3 separate regions of the Mus musculus genome follow, and regions 1 and 3 are each linked to region 2. Evidence: chromatin contacts called from public Hi-C and promoter capture Hi-C data. All regions are on one chromosome and are shown on one strand. The core of a region is the stretch at or near the end of the contact, and the rest is flanking DNA. Distances in the headings are between cores, read along the strand shown. Region 1 holds the start of Cyp2c29 (cytochrome P450, family 2, subfamily c, polypeptide 29). Region 2 holds the start of Cyp2c55 (cytochrome P450, family 2, subfamily c, polypeptide 55). Region 3 holds the start of Cyp2c39 (cytochrome P450, family 2, subfamily c, polypeptide 39).

The links. Promoter capture Hi-C pulls out the DNA fragments that hold promoters and counts their contacts. A called contact is a pair of places that touch in the nucleus more often than the background predicts.
Region 1: a Hi-C map of liver shows a contact between it and region 2, with 5 times the contacts expected there. The contact joins the promoter of Cyp2c29 here to the promoter of Cyp2c55 in region 2. A contact is called at or near these places in 8 of 39 promoter capture datasets (embryonic stem cells, hippocampal neurons, liver and 3 more), 2 of 484 Hi-C or Micro-C datasets (both in liver) and 1 of 9 other capture datasets (adipose tissue).
Region 3: a contact with region 2 is called in a promoter capture Hi-C map of liver, with 6 times the contacts expected there. The contact joins the promoter of Cyp2c39 here to the promoter of Cyp2c55 in region 2. A contact is called at or near these places in 8 of 39 promoter capture datasets (the 3T3-L1 cell line, cranial neural crest, embryonic stem cells and 3 more) and 1 of 484 Hi-C or Micro-C datasets (liver).

Annotation. Positions count from the first base shown.
Region 1 is chr19:39,285,409-39,288,913 of GRCm38.p6, reverse strand. Cyp2c29 (cytochrome P450, family 2, subfamily c, polypeptide 29) reads right to left here and starts at 1,829. Exons shown (of 9, transcript NM_007815.3): 1 at 1,629-1,829. The coding sequence starts at 1,796.
Region 2 is chr19:39,005,332-39,008,874 of GRCm38.p6, reverse strand. Cyp2c55 (cytochrome P450, family 2, subfamily c, polypeptide 55) reads right to left here and starts at 1,856. Exons shown (of 9, transcript NM_028089.3): 1 at 1,662-1,856. The coding sequence starts at 1,829.
Region 3 is chr19:39,509,045-39,512,789 of GRCm38.p6, reverse strand. It overlaps Cyp2c39 (cytochrome P450, family 2, subfamily c, polypeptide 39), which reads right to left and starts at 1,968. Exons shown (of 9, transcript NM_010003.2): 1 at 1,752-1,968. The coding sequence starts at 1,919.

The DNA of each region.
Region 1 (3,505 bases), core at 580-3,079, 280 kb before region 2:
AAAATAAATGAACAAATAAAATAAAACATAAGAAAACAAACAACAGCATCCACCTCTGTATATATCAGGCTCTTGCAGAGCTTCTCAAGAGACAGCTATATCAGACTCATGTCATTATGAACTTCTTGGCATCCACAATAGTGTCTGCATTTGTTGACTGTGTATATAGGATGGATCCCCAGGTGAGGCAGTCTCTCAATGGCCTTTCCTTCAGTCTCTGTTCCACACATTGACTCCATATTTCCTCCCATGAGTATTTTGTTCCCCCTTCTAAGAAGGATTGAAGCATCTACACTTTGTTCTTCCTTCCACTTGAGCTTCCTGTGGTCTGTGAATTGTATCTTGAGTATTCCAAGCTTTTGGGTTACTATCCCATTATCAGTGAGTAAATACTATGTGTGTTCTTTAATGACTAGGTTACCTCACTCAGGATTATATTTTCTGATTACATCCATTTGCCCCAATGTAAAGAAAGAGATGCCTATAAACTACAAAAAGCTTACAGAACACCAGTTAGATTGGAAGACAAAAGAAAATCCTTCTAGGACAAGCTAAAAACCTAGTAAAACAGAAACTCCTACGAATCTATGAGAGTGACCCCAGCCAAAACTACTCACCTTATGGGATATAGAACCTAAAATGGCCACCTGCTATGAGAAGGCAAGACTTCCAGTGGAGGTGCAGGGACACTAACCCAGCCATAAACCTTCAAGTCACAATTTGTCATGTCTACAAAATGTGCGGAAGTAAAACTGGAGCAAATTTTTTTTGAGGGAATTACTAAACAAGGCCTGACCCAACTTGAGATCCATGCTATGAGAGAAAGCCCACCCCGACACTATTAATGATATTCTGCTACACTTGCAGACAGAAGACTAGCATAACTGTCACCTGTTTTACCAAGCAGCTGATGGAAACAGTTGAAAACTCATAGCCAAACACTAGGCAGAGCTAAGAGGATCTTGAGAAAGAAGGAGAAGGATGGAAGGAGCAGAGAGGTTGAAGAAACCATTAGAAAACCTGCAAAATCAAATAACCTGGGCAAAAAGTGGCTCACAGAAACTGAACCACAAACCAGAGAACATGTATGGAATGGACCTATGCCCTTAGTACACATGTAAGAGTTGTGCAGCTCTGTCTTCATTGGGACACCTAACAGGAGAAGAAGGGGATGTCTCTGACTTGGCTGCCTATCTTTGAATACATTTCTCCTAACTGAGTGACTTTATCTAGCCTCAATAGGAAAAGATATTCCTATTGCTACTGCAACTTGATATGCCAAGGCTGGTTGATATCCAGGCATGAATTCCACTTCTAGGAGAAGACAGGGATAGTAGGTTAAGTGGGAGGGGGGACAACTGAGAGGAGGGAGGGGAAGCTTCTGTCAGGAAACAAGTAACTAAATTAATAAATGAAATGGCCTAAACTCCTTCAACCTAAGACCTTGCTCATTACTCTTTTCCTGAGAAATGCCAGCTATAAAAGACATAAGGTACACAATACTTGGCAAGAGGCATGGCCTTATGATTATTTATAACTTTAGTACCTCTAGTACTGTATTTTCATTTAAAACAACTTCTACTTTATCTGCCTTATCAAGTTATTAGTGGGGCCTAAAGAATACTTACGTTGGTGAAGGATTGGCTGATGTTCTTCACATCTATCTGGAGGAAGTTACCAATAATTGGGAGAGGCGTGGGGCCAGGAGGGAGCTTCCCTCTCCCAGAGCTCTGTCTCCATAGTGAGAGGAGAATAAGACAGGATAGAGTGAGCGCTAGGAACACGACCAGATCCATAGCGAACCTCCTTACTGACACAGTTGTGATCAGGCATCACAGAGTTTTTATAACACTGAAAAAACATGCTCCACTTTGAGCATCATTGACTAATCCATTAGGAAATATTTAATCTCCCTTTATCTCTCTCTAATAGACTTTGTCTCTTTGATAGAGATAAAAATAAGATGTAATTTACCCTTGACCTTTACAGAGTGCCCATTTGAATTTCTGGTTAACAGTACAGACTGGTGTCTAAGTACTGCTGATAAAAGTAAATGAACATGTTTCTAATATGCAGTTATTCTTCAGAAGTAATAGATTAATTTTGAGATTCAAGAAAACTTCTCAACCTTTATATACTTGGGTTGGCAGCCATATAGTCATATATGACTTATATCATATATAACTTATGAATATTTATATACTTTATGAAATATGTTTGCCTTTTAACAAAGTCATACTGTATAACATAGGTTGTCTTCAAGGTGACAATTCTTCTGCTGCATTGCCCCAATAGCTAGAAATCTATTTATGCAACACAATGATCATACATTCTTTTTTTTCCATTTTTTATTAGGTATTTTCTTCATTTACATTTCAAATGCTATCCCGAAAGCCCCTATACCCTCCCCCAGCCCTGCTCCCCTACCCACCCACTCCTACTTCTTGGCCCTGGTGTTCCCCTGTACTGGGGCATATAAAGTTTGCAAGACCAGAACATACATTCTTAAAATATTTATATTCTATATTCAGCATTATAACACATTTTGTTCAATGATGCATGATTTATAGGTCCTTATTTTACTCTTGATAAATATAAAACTAAGAAAACAAAGCATACATGTCATTCACCTATCTTAACTTAACCACGAAAGATCAGTATTCCTTTTCTAAAGGTGGTGAAACAAAAAGAACTGTCAGTGTCTTACAGCTCATAGCTGGAAGAATTTAAAATCCACTATGGCTATCTAATGAGCATGCTTACTACTCTGACTTTCCAATAGATTCTTAAAGAAAAGTCTTAAAATTCTCCACTTTCCACTAATGCAGATATGAAACTGGCTAAACAAAATTCTATACAGAGAAAATAACAATTGATACCAGCTAACCCTCCCCCCAAAAGCAGCATCAACTGAGTACCTAGTATTCAAATGCCTGAGGCTAAGGGGGGATATTTCTAACTTACACTACATCTCTTGCATTTTGTGCCCTTCAAAAGCATTCAGAACAATTCTATCCATGATTACTTGACTATGTGCTAGGTCACTATTCAGTGATAACCACTATCAATAACAGTAAACATGAACCTAGTTAATAATTATATCATTGTTTTAACTTAGAAGTCAAAAAAGTTTACTTGTTTTGTAATGTTCAGAACTTCAGTGACCCAATGTCACAGTTATCCTCATTATTTACATCAGAGAAAGAAGTAATTTGTTGCTTCCATATCATATTGCTCTAAAATCCCCCCAAAAAACAGATTTGTATGAATCAATCTCAGATATCTTTTTATGCCTGTAGAGATATTTGTTCTGGTGCAATTTCACTCACATATAAGTCATTTTAATGCATTGGATGATCTGTTTCTTTATAAAATATAAGAATTATAGGACAGTTAAAGAGAAATGGACCTATGACCTCAACAGTCTACATTTTGCTTCAATTTTAAGGAAGGAGCTGTTGATGATGCATGGAATATCAGCAATCACTGTAACTCTAACAAAGAT
Region 2 (3,543 bases), core at 607-3,106:
AATATAACTTGAGAGTCTCTCCTAGCAGCTGACTGAGACAGATGCAAGTACTTACAGCCAAGCATTGGATTGAGGTCAGAGACCCCTATGGACGAGCTAAGGGAACGATTGAAGGTCCTGAAGGAGATGGCAACCGCACAGGAAGACCAACAGTGTCAACTAACCTGGACCCCTGGAAGCTCCCAGAGACTGAGACACCAACCAAAGAGCATATACCAGTCAGTGGCCCAGGCACATATGTAGCACAGGGCTGCCTTGTCTGGCCACCATGGGAGAGGACGCACCAGGGTGAGGGTATACCTGGGGGTGGGGGGCACCCTTTCAGAAGTAAATGGGAGGGAGCATGGGGGAGGAATTCTGTCATCAGGGACCGAGAACAGGGTAGCATTTGGGATGTTAATTAATTAATTAATTTTAAAATATTGTCATATTACTAAAATCAGAGAAATCTCTCTCTAGTTGAGTGTGATGCCAGGCTGTCTGCAATCCTGATATAAGTGACTAAAGAACAGGCAGCAGGCAGAACAGCACATGCAGCATCCCACAGGACAATCTCTCTCTTTTTTTTTTTTTTTTTTTGAATTTTCAGTGTTCTATTTATTTATTTATTTATTTTTTCCATTTTTTATTAGGTATTTAACTCATTTACATTTCCAATGCTATACCAAAAGTCCCCCATACCCACCCACCCCCACTCCCCTACCCACCCACTCCCCCTTTTTGGCCCTGGCGCTCCCCTGTACTGGGGCATATAAAATTTGCGTGTCCAATGGGCCTCTCTTTCCAGTCATGGCCGACTAGGCCATCTTTTGATACATATGCAGCTAGAGTCAAGAGCTCCGGGGCACTGGTTAGTTCATAATGTTGTTCCACCTATAGGGTTGCAGATCCCTTTAGCTCCTTGGGTTCTTTCTCTAGCTCCTCCATTGGGAGCCCTGTGATCCATCCATTAGCTGACTGTGAGCATCCACTTCTGTGTTTGCTAGGCCCCGGCATAGTCTCACAAGAGACAGCTACATCTGGGTCCTTTCGATAAAATCTTGCTAGTGTATGCAATGGTGTCAGCGTTTGGATGCTGATTATGGGGTGGATCCCTGGATATGGCAGTCTCTACATGGTCCATCCTTTCATCTCAGCCAGGACAATCTCTTACATGCTGCTCATCCACAGCTCTGGCAGCAGCTTTGCACAGAAACACTGAGGCCCCACTGGACCTTACTAGTTCTCTTTCTTTCACATAAGTTTATGTTGACTCGGACTCCTTGATATCAGACATAACTTGTTTCCTTGAAGAAATGTAATTATTTTGGTTAGCTAACCTAAAGATAATACGCAACATGTACGTAGATGATGTCTCCAGTAAATACTAAAAATAATTCCAATACTTTTTATCTTATGCAAAAATTGCAGCTAAGAATCATGAAACAGTGAAAGAGTCACTGTTCTCTCTGCTATATGGATTTTACCTTACAGTGTAAAAATGATTATCCTGGACAAATATGTTATCTCTCTTAATCATTTCTACAATGAGAAACCAAATGTGAAAATCCACAGTGCACATTTGCCATATGATGATATAGTTTAACCCCAGAAATGTACTTATTTAACAGCAGAGAATAATTCTTACTTTTCAACCACTATATAGCAAGAAGGATACTTACATAGTTGAAGGATTTGCTGATGTTCTTTATATCTATCTGAAGGATGTTTCCAATAATTGGGAAAGGGGTGGGGCCAGGAGGGAGCTTCCCTCTCCCAGAGTTTTGTCTCCAGAGGGAGAGGAGAAGCAGACAGGAGAGAGTGAGCACCAGGACCAGGACTGGATCCATGGCAGCTTTCTCTTCTCAGGGAGACTCCTGTGAGCTTGCAGCCCAGGGCTTTTATAATGCTAGCTGCCAACTTAACAGTGCTTCTGAGACCTAAGTGACCAATCAGTTATGTGCAGTTTTATCTTCTGAATGGACTCTGGCCTGCAGCAAACATGAAAAGAAGCTGCTCTTTTCAATCTCCTGGGAGGAGATTTTACCAACCATGGTGAGCTAGTCTGGAGTTGGACTTAACCCAGATATTGTTATGAGTCTTTTATTGTTATTGTTGTGCTTGTTTTTAATGTGGAGTAGGGCAGATTTCAATACCTTCATAGTTCCAGTTACATCTTGAAGCCTGAATTAAGCTGCAGTGAAATAAATATGTGTTCATGTGTGCATCTTGGTGTGCATGCATTTGAGTTCATACGCATGTGTCTGTGGAGGCTAGAGATCGACTTTTGGTGTCTTTCTCGATTCCACCTCTCTCTCTCTCTCTCTCTCTCTCTCTCTCTCTCTCTCTCTCTCTCTCTCTCTCTCTCTCATTGATACAGGATTCCTCAGTGAAGCAAGAGATCTTCACTGAGGTTGCAGACATGTACTACAGAGCCCAGCTTTTACGTGACTACATGACTATTGGAGGAACTGAACTCCGGTCTTCGTGCTTGCACAGTGTATATTTTACCAACTGAGCTATTTTCCCAGAACCTGAAGTAAACTATTTGTGCAAAAATCATTCCAGCACTATACTGTTGACCGGCTGGGAATTTAGGATGTTGAAGGCAAGCCATGTATTTTATACCTAGTCTATAAAATACTATTTAGCCAGTGATGCTTCTCAAAACCTAGGGTAGTCTCCTTGAGACTGAAAATCTTATGCAAGATTTCAGCATTCTGTACCAATCTTAGAGTTGCCTAAAGAGGAAACAGGTACTATAACTCATACATCTATGATTTGGTTTCTTCCCCGCTGGGTATCTCAGACTGTCCACAGACTCAGGACCCTACTGCATCTGCCTCATATGTAGGCCACCACTTGGGAAATATGCACATTTTAGCTTACCCATCATGTGCCAAGTAATTAACTAAGTAAATATGTATATTTTACTGTTAAATTCCCTCTTTAAAAAAAAAACACTTAAAGCAGGAAGTTTTGTTTCTAATTTTTTATGGGTAAAGGAAATCTGGGAGCATACCATACATGTTATATATTGTACCTCGTACATGGAAAAACTTAGCTTTGAGATAAGATCTGTTGGCCTTTGCGGTGACCTATGCCTTGCACTGAAGCTATCCAGAGGGCAAACAAAATCAACCCCCCATCTTTAATTACTCCAAATGTACAGCTCCCTGATTTTGTTCCTAGGACATCAGCTTCACACAACACAGAAGTCCTTATTTGACTCTGATGTACTCAGGAGAACAAAAACAAAAACAAAACAAAACTGAGCAAATGTCACCTCTGCAGAGACAAGGAGGAAGAGTTAGGCAATGTTCTACCCATCTTTGACGGAATTTTGATAGTTTCATTTCCAGAGGTTTCACACCAAATGTATCCCTATGGAGTCCCTCAATTAGCTTTGCCCATCATGATAAAACCCTTTCTTTTTCAGAGCTGAGGAAGCTGGGCCTTAGAGAGTCACACAGACTGAGGGTAGTACAGTTAAGCTGGAACCCAAGTCCCCTGTACCTTACACTCTTCTCTTCAGGCTTCAGTTCAACTGGGTTCACCAGGATC
Region 3 (3,745 bases), core at 719-3,218, 500 kb before region 2:
ACTTGAACAGAAATGTCTTGCTCAACCAGAGGCCAACTTTTTCTGTATAAGTCCAGACCACAAATTGGGTGGAAAACTTAAACTCAACTACAGGCCACTCAGAGCAGAAGATGAACACAAAACAGAAGTCAAGGAAAAAATACCCATACTACTAAATTTAATTTGCAGAGTTAATGCTATATGTCGAACTTCTTATAGCATATTAACAGAGAGGACATCTTGTGGGACCATAATAGACCAAGACTAGTCAAAGAATTCTTGAGGAGTAAAAATACTGTTCATGGTATCAATATTACACATCAAATATTTCTATAGAACTATAGTGATATAGTACTCATAGAAAAGAGACAAGTAGACCAATGAAGTAGAAAAATGATGCAGAAATAAAGCAATAAAGCTAGGCCCATTTAAGGTTTGAAGTGTAAAGTTTTAAGTCACCACAAATTGATCATTCCAGATTTGGTTTACTGCTATTACAAACATAGAGAGTGGGCGCCTCAGAAGCTGTACCACACATATGCAGTATTTTATGGGAAAATGGTCCCTTATCTCACAGCATTTTGAACTCTAGACTTAGGCTTGCATGAACTAAAAATAGATATGAGTATCACCAGTTATGCTGAAAGATTGGATTCCTTTTTGCACTTCTTGTATTACTCCATGTCCACTGATATTTAGTTAAATTAGGCATCAATTTATTTCTCTAGAGTCCAGCATCAAATAGATGACTTCAGTAAAAACTTATGTCTAAAACTGTACCAAACTTACTGAAAAAATATTACTCCCTATTGATCTTCAAGAAAAGATTAAAAAAAGCTGCTGTTTTAAAAGATAAGTAATATTCACAAGTTTTTCCCTTTTTTCCCCTTTTGTTTTCTTTTACTGGATATTTTCCTTATTTACATTTCAAATGTTTTCTCTTTTCCCAATTTCCCCAATAGAAAACCCTCTATTCATTCCCTCATCCCCCTACTTCTATGAGGATGCTACCCCACTCACATATCCACTCTATCCTCCCTTTCCTGGCATTTCCCTACACTGACACATCAAGCCTTCAAGGAACAAGGCCATCCTCTGATACACATGCAGCTGGAGTCATGGGTGCCTCTATGTGTACTTTTTGGTTGGTGGTTTAGTAACTAGGAGCTCTTTTTAGTTGATATTGTTTTTCCTTGTATGAAGTTGCAAATCCTTCACCTACTTCAGTAATTTCTCTAACTCATCCAGTCCAATGATTGCCTGCAACCATTCACCACTGTATATTTCAGGCTCAGGCAGAGCCTTTCAGGAGACAGCCATATCAGTCTCCTGTCAATAAGTACTTCTTGGCATCCACAACAGTATATGCATTTGGTGACCATGTATGGGGTGAATATGCAGGTGGGGCAGTCTCTGAAGAGATCTTTCAGTCTCTGCTCCAAACTTTGCCTCATTTTTCCTCCCGTGGATGGTAGATTAAGTGGGTAGGGTAACAACAGGGAGGAGAGAGGGGAAGTTTCAGTCAGGATGTTGGTAACTAAATTTATTAATGAAATAAATAAACTGATCTAAACTTCTTCAACCTGAAAGAAGGTTTGTTTGTTACTCTCTTTCTGAAAAGTGACAGCTGTAAAAGGCTTGAGATACAAAATACTTAGGAAGATATATGACTTTATGATTATTTATAACATTACTGCCTCTAGGCCTACATTTTCTTTTAAAGCAACTTATCTTTGTTATAAAGGTATTAGAGGAGCGCAAGGAATACTTACATTGGTTAAGGATTGGCTGACGTTTTTTATATCTATCTGAAGGAAATTACCAATAATCGGGAAAGGAGTGGGGCCAGGAGGGAGGCTCCCTCTGCCACAGCTCTGTCTCCATAGTGAGAGGAGAATGAGAGAAGAGAGAGTGAGCACTAGGAATGTGACAAGGTCCATGGAAACCCTTTTTATTCACACAATTGTGATCAGGCATCACTGGCCTTTTATAGCAATTAAACAGCATGTTCTTTTTGAGCATCGTTGAGTAACCCATTAGGAAATCTCTAATCTGTCTCTTTCAAGTAGACTTTGTCCCTTTGATAGAGATAAAAAGAAGATGTTATTTACCCTTGACCATTTCACGGAGCCCATTTGACTATCTGGTTAACAGTACAGGCTTATGTCCAAGTATTGCTAGTAAACGTAAACAAACATGTTTTTAATGTGAACTTATTCTTGAAAAGTAATAGATTAATTTTGAAATGCAAGATAACTCCGCAACCATTACATATCATCTTAGTATGTATGTCATAAAAGATATATTTCATATATAAATTGTGAATATTGTTATACTCTATGAAATAAATTTATTTTTAACAAAGTCATAGGATATAAGATAGGTAGGCCTCTAACTAACAGTTCTTCTGCTATATTGCCCCAATAGCTAGAAATATATATGCACCACATGATCATGCATACTTAAATTTTTTCCTATATTGAACATGCCAACATATTTTATTCAATAATGTAAGCTTTATAGCTCCTTATTAAACTCTTGTACAATAAAAAGCTAAGAAAACAAAACATACATATCAGTCACACATCTTTACTCAACCTTGAAAGACCAGTATTCTTTTGCTAAAGCTGGTGGAACAAAAAGAACTGTCAGTGTCTCACAGCTCATAGCTTGAAGAACTTAGACTTCACTGTGACTAATGAGCATGCTTACTACCCTGACTTTGCTATAGATTCATAAAAAAAAAAGTCTTAGAATTCTTCACTTTCCACTAATGAACATGTAATTCTGGCTAAGCACAATTCTACCCAGAGAAAAACAACAACAATTGACACTACCTAAACCTCCCCAAACAGCACCACCAAAAGGGCACCAAGTGTTAAGATGTCTGAGCCTAAATAAGAACATTTCTAGCTTAACACACTTGCTGCATTTGGCACTCTTCCCTACACAAAACCATTCAGAACAATTATATCCAAAATTTCTTGACCTTGAACCATGCACTACATTGATCATAACAACTACCATTAACAGTGAACATGAATCTAGTTAATAATTATACCAGTCTTTTAAGTACAAAATCAAATTGTTTGGTTATTTTGTAATGCTTAGAATGTCAATGACCCGATATCATGGTTGTCCTCATTATTTACAGCAGAGTAAGAGCTAATTTGTTGCTTTCATATCATACTACTCTAAACCCCACATATGACAGATTTGGATTAATCAATCTCAGATTTATTTTTCACCTGGAACCTGGTGCAACTTTACTTATTTATAAGTCAGTGTGAAGTTTTGGGTCATCAATTTTATATAAAATATAAGAATTGTAAAATACTAAAAAGAGATGGCCTCTGAACTCAACTAGTCTACATTTTGCCTTACTTTTTAAGGAAGGATCTGCTGATGATTCATGGAGTAGCTCCGATTTGTCTATCGAAGGTGAATTGTCTCTTGTGAAACCTTGTTCTGGACCTTTTATTTAATTTCATTTTTTGACTTGTTTGTTTGCTCATCTTCACTTATTTCTTAAAAATATTTTGATATTTTATACAGAAATTTTCCTGCATATTCATTACACAATTAAATAGAATTCATAACACCATTTTATTCAAGTATATCATGACTTTGACATTATAAACACACTTTGTTTACCAGGTTCGTTCTTCCTAATCATCTTTCTCTTCTGAAATAATCCCTCTTCCATGTCATAGACTACACTTTCTATTTAAGAAAAATTCCAAGTAGAGGCCCCAGGGAGTCTATG